Linked DNA regions of Sus scrofa: region 1 is linked to region 2. A link is a contact called in public Hi-C data. All regions are on one chromosome and are shown on one strand. Each heading gives the region's core, a stretch centred on a gene start, on an enhancer-like site or on the middle of the called end of the contact. The rest is flanking DNA. Distances are from core to core; before and after follow the strand shown. Region 1 has its middle 13 kb from the start of KRT18. Region 2 has its middle 11 kb from the start of KRT8.

What was found. Hi-C and Micro-C count contacts between places; a contact is called where the count stands out from the background.
Region 1: a contact with region 2 is called in a Hi-C map of fetal liver, with 2.1 times the contacts expected there. The contact joins two enhancer-like sites. A contact is called at or near these places in 3 of 5 promoter capture datasets (fetal liver, fetal skeletal muscle and liver), 29 of 47 Hi-C or Micro-C datasets (adipocytes, adipose tissue, alveolar macrophages and 17 more) and 2 of 2 datasets of contacts at active chromatin or transcription factors (alveolar macrophages and skeletal muscle).

Annotation. Positions count from the first base shown.
Region 1 is chr5:18,229,254-18,231,953 of Sscrofa11.1, forward strand. No RefSeq gene overlaps it. Among named protein-coding and RNA genes, the nearest start is that of KRT18, 13 kb to the left of the region's middle. Within about 2 kb of position 1,383, at least 21 of the 83 cell types and tissues checked have an H3K27ac peak or open chromatin away from gene starts, as enhancers often do. A contact at or near this core is called in fetal liver, where this site is marked.
Region 2 is chr5:18,167,806-18,170,505 of Sscrofa11.1, forward strand. No RefSeq gene overlaps it. Among named protein-coding and RNA genes, the nearest start is that of KRT8, 11 kb to the right of the region's middle. Within about 2 kb of position 1,421, at least 12 of the 83 cell types and tissues checked have an H3K27ac peak or open chromatin away from gene starts, as enhancers often do. A contact at or near this core is called in fetal liver, where this site is marked.

The DNA of each region.
Region 1 (2,700 bases), core at 133-2,632, 61 kb after region 2:
AAAGTACGATAGTTTTGCAAGATGCTACCCTTGGGGGAAACTGGGTGAAGAGTACATGGGATTTCTCTGTGTTATTTCTGACAGCTCCATGTGTCTACAATTATGTCGAAAGGTTTAATTTAAAAAAAATGGGTATATAAAAGGTTTTGCATTTATTTTTTTCCAAAAAACAAAGGTATTTAAGGTTGCTTTTTATTTTATTTTTTGCTTTTTAGGGCTGCACCTGTGGCATATGAAATTCACCCAGGCTAGGGATGGTATCAAAGCTGCAGCTACACCACAGCCACAGCAAAGCTGGATGGACCCCCTTAACCCACGAAGCAGAGTTCAAACCCACGAAGCAGAGTTCAAACTCACGTCCTCATGGATAAAATAGTCGGGTTCATTACTGCTGAGCCACATCGGGAACTCCTAAGGTTGTTTTTTTGGTTTTGGGGGCTTTTTTTTTTTTTTTGTCTTTTTGCCTTTTTGCCTTTCCTAGGGCCGCTCCCGCGGCATATGGAGGTTCCCAGGCTAGGGGTCGAATCAGAGCTGTAGCCCCTGGCCTACACCACAGCTCACAGCAACACCGGATCCTTAATCCACTAAGCAAGGCCAGGGATCGAACCCTCAACCTCTTGGTTCCTAGTCGGATTTGTTAACTGCTGAGCCACAATGGGAACTCCAAGTTTGCTTTTTAATAGTCAATCTTTACCCTAAATTTATAGGGCGGGCCACACACGTACACCCAAGATTTTTCCCTTGAGTGTTAGGAGAATGCTCCCCCATCTTAGCTTAGGAGACTCAGGTTGGTTGCAGGTGCTCCGGGAATCACCCTGTGCTCCCAGGAATCCCAGGACAAACTGGAAACCAGGCGACTCTCCCAGCTGGGGGACGTTGGGGAAGTGGCGGTCAGAGGGCGCGGGAAGCCCAGCCCAGGGGTGCGAACCCAGACTGGGCTGGGGCCATGGGACAGGCGGACAGCCCTGAGCCCTCGGAGCTGGGGACACCCAGGCGCCCGCCGCTGACTCTACTCGGGGTGAAGGGCACCAGGGCCCCGGGGAAGGCAGAGAAGACAAAAGGCAGCGGGCCGCCGGAATGCGGCTTCCCCACGCGGATTGCTCGGGAAAGGAGCCGAAAGTAGGGTCCGGCCGAGCCAAGAAACGGCTACCCGCCCCCTCCCGCTCCAGAGAGTCCTTTAAGAATTTTTAAAATCTAGGGTCCCTCTCGCCGCCCACCAGTCCCCATACCCCGCGATCCTCGCAGTCCTGGGCTCTGACGCCTTCTCTCCGTCCCTCCCTGCACCCCCCTGCGTTCCCACCTTGGCTGCGGCTCTAAGGGGACTCCCACCCCGACACAAAGCTTCCTTTTGTTCTTCCAGTTCCTTTTTGCCCCTCAGCCCCGCCCACGAGCACTGCGGCCTCGGGGGAGGCCTTGCTGCAGTCATGTTTGAGCAGCGCTCTGCAGGTGTAAACCTAGGGAGATAGGACAGAAAGACCCAGGGACCCAGAAGCAGCCCTCTCGCTGGTCTACGAAGCTTGAAACCCTAGGAGAACTCTTCACGGGCAGGTTCTTTACCTGTCAATGCCTTAGTTTCCCTGTTCCTAAAATAGGATCTTTAATCTTTGTTCCTAAAATAAGGACTTTATCTTGGAGTTCCCATGGTCTAAGGAGGAACCATGAGGTTTTGGGTTCACTGGCCTCACTCAGTGGGTTAAGGATCTGGTGTTGCGGTGAGCTGTGGTGTAGGTCGCAGACGCGGCTCAGATCCTGCGTTGCTGTGGCTGTGGTGTAGGCTGGTGGCTGTAGCTCGGGTTAGACCCCTAGCCTGGCAACTTCCATATGCCTCGGATCCGGCCCTTAAAAGCAAAAAAAAGGGGGACTTTATCTTTAATAGTGCGTGCTGGGGGAGGGGGTTACCTGAATTAACACATGTAAAGTTTTGTGGGGTTTTTTTGGGTTTTTTTTTTGTCTTTTTTGCTCCCTCGGCATACGGAGGTTCCCAGGCTAGGGGTCGAATCGGATGGAGCTGTAGCCACTGGCCTACGCCACAGCCACAGCAACTCAGGATCCGAGCCGCGTCTGCGACTTACACCACAGCTCACGGCAACGCCGGATCCTTAACCCACTGAGCAAGGCCAGGGATCGAACCTGCAACCTCATGGTTCCTAGTCGGATTCGTTAACCACTGAGCCACGATGGGAACGCCACATGTAAAGCCTTTCTTTTTTTTTTTTTTTAACTTTTTAGTCTAGCCCACAGTAAGTGCTAAGTGCTGTGTAAGTCTTGATATTATCATAAGCAGTTGAGTACCAGAATCCCTATGTCATTTTCCCAGGTTCCACGACTGCACCTGTGCCTTCCCTCTCTGGAAGGCCTGTCACAAGCTGGTTATGCCCACTGGTCACTGGGAATGATAAAATGGTGCCCAGACACCCCCACTGCCACCCAGCAAGTCCCCTTACCCTCACCTGGGCCCAGGTGCCTCTCCTTGGTGAAGCAGGGTAAACTGAGGGACACTCTGGCCCCACTCGGACTGGGTGACCCGTCAAAGAGTGAAAGTTGGGAAGCTCTAAACCCCGAATCCAGGAGTTCCCGTCATGGCTCAGAGGAAACCCATCTGACTAGCATCCATGAGGACACAAGTTCAATCCCTGGCCTCACTCAGTGGGTTAAGGCTCCAGCGTTGCGGCGAACTATGGTGTAGATCACAGATGTGGC
Region 2 (2,700 bases), core at 171-2,670:
GAGCTTCCATGTGCCATAGGTTCAGCTCAAAAAAAAAAAAAAAAAAGTATATATAATACCCTTTGTGAAAGACAGGCATGCGTGGATACATGTGTGTGTGTGCCTAAGGAATTCTATACACATAAACTCTACCTGGAGTGTATTATAAGAAAAAGGTGACATTAATTACCCTCTGGGAGAGAAACTGGGTGAGTGGAGAGGAAGGAAGCCCTTTTGTACTTTATAACTGTATGCAAGAGACATTTCTTAACCAAAAAACAAGGTTGGAATTTTCGAGCTAAGTACGATATATGTACATATGACAAAAATCTAGTATTGTCCAAAAAGTACTGGACCCAGTGTCAGGCCCCACTGCTATCGCTTGCAGTGTAACCGGACCCCAAATCTAGGTGCATCAGATGGGGATTTCTTTTCTTTCCTTTTTTTTTTTTCCTTTTTTGGCCACCCCACAGCCTGTGGAGTTTCCAGGCCAGGGATGAGATCCAAGCCGCAGTTTCAGCACAAGCCGCAGCTGCAGCAACGCCAGATCCTTAACCCACTGTGCCAGGCCGGGCCAGGGGTTGAACCTGTGTCCCAGTGCTCCCAAGGTACCGCCAATCCTGTTGCACCACAGTGAGAACTCCTGAGGATTTTAATACCTGCTTCCCAGGATCCTCGGAGGGTTGAATGTGATACAGCCCAAGATCTGCCACCAAATAGGCAGTAAAGAAATGTTAGGGTTGGAGTTTCCTGGTGGCTCCTCAAGTTAAGGGTATGGCGTTGTCACTGCTGGGGCTCGCCTGGCCCAGGAACTTCTGCATGCCATGGGCATGGCAAAGAAAGGAAGGAAGAAATATTAGTATTCATCCTACTTCCATTCAACCTTCCTCAGGGTTCTCATCCAAAAGAGAAGAGGAGTTCCCATCATGGCTCAGGGGTAACCCACCCGGCTAGTATCCATGAGGATTCGGGTTCGATCCCTGGCCTCGCTCAGTGGGTTAAGGATCCAGTGTTGCCGTGAGCTGCGGTGTAGGTCGCAGACGCGGCTCGGATCTGGCTTTGCTGTGGCTGTGGCGTAGGCTGGCAGCTGCAGCTCTGATGAGCCCCCTAGCCTGGGAACCTCCATATGCCGCAGGGGCAGCCCTAAAAAGCAAACCAAATATAAAAGAGAGAGAGAGAGAGAATTGGCTGTCCGGCTCCTTTACACGATTAAACACTGAAAGGTAGATGAGATGGCCTCTCTTAAATGCTATGTCCTTGATCAGATGGTAGTAGATCCACAATAACCAGGAAGAGGGGCGGGGTTGGGGGGGCGGGGGAACTCTCCCTGGAGCCTTCCTGCCTTTGCCTGAGCAAACAGCGGGGGTGTAGAAATTCCAGGAGAATATTGGTGGGGCCCTTGGCTGCCCTTCCCCGCTCCATGTGCCCACCTCCAGCGGGAGGGGGTGGGCAGGGCCCGATAAGAGGGGTGGCTGGCTTCCCAGAGGATCGGGTGGGGCACAGTTGAAAATGTTGACTTGGGGCCTTAATGGACAGGAGGTCTCTCCCTGGGTGCTGCACCTCCTGGCACCGGGGACCCCTGGAGAGGGCCGATCACACATGAACAGCGGGCAGAGGCTGGTGGTATTTTATGCGATTTTTGTTTCAATTATATACGTGTGTATAAACGTTGGCAGATCATGATAAAAATGTTCGTACTCAGAGCCGCTGCCACAATGGTGGAGAGTCATTGCTCTAGATAATGGGGCTGTTAAGTTTTATCATCGGAGAGTGAAGTCCTTTATTGTGACAGAGTCCAGAAAGAAGCCTGGCCCTGGTCCCGGGACTGGGGGAGGTAAAATGCCTGCGCTCCGTGTGGAAACAGCTCTCCTGAGATGGGCGGAAAAAAAAAGAAAAAGAAAAGAAAAAGAAAAAAAAGAGTGCTGAGAAGCTATAGCCTCAAAATTTGGAGTTCCCGTCGTGGCGCAGTGGTTAACGTATCCGACTAGGAACAACGAGGTTGCGAGTTCGATCCCTGGCCTTGCTCAGTGGGTTAAGGACCCGGCATTGCCGTGAGCTGTGGTGTAGGTCGCAGATGCAGCTCAGATCCCACGTTGCTGTGGCTCTGGCGTAGGCTTGTAGCTACAGCTCCAATTTGACCCCTAGCCTGGGAACCCCCATATGCCTCGAGAGCAGCCCTAGAAAAGGCAAAAAAAAAAAAGACAAAAAACAAACAAACAAAAAAAAGAGTGCTGTGATGGGCGGCTAGAGGGGCAGGAAGAAGGGCCTGGGGCTGGGAAGCCTGGAGCCCAGGGATTCGACCCTGGGGAGATCCCACAACAGGACCAGAACCTGAGCTTCCTGCACTAGGCTGTCCCCACTACTGACCCCTCTGCACGTGTTTATTCTCCATCGGTGTTTGGGAAGGTCTGGAAGTGCCCCCATCTCGGGAGTGCTAAAAAAGAGCTTGTCCACCCTTGGTCGGGCACTCAAGAGCCAGCGTGTCTGCCTGCAGCTCCAGCTCTGCGGGTGATGGTGGAGCCAAGCCCCAGGGGTGCACCCTCCCCCCACCCAGCCCTGCTCTGGCCCTAAACTCTGGCGATTCCCCCCCCCACCCCCAGACACCCAGCCCTGCTCTGGCCCTAAACCCTGGAGACCATGCTCCCAGGAGATAGGCAAAATCCCTTTACACACTTCACACAACCTATACACACCCATAGACACACAGCACGCCCTCCATGT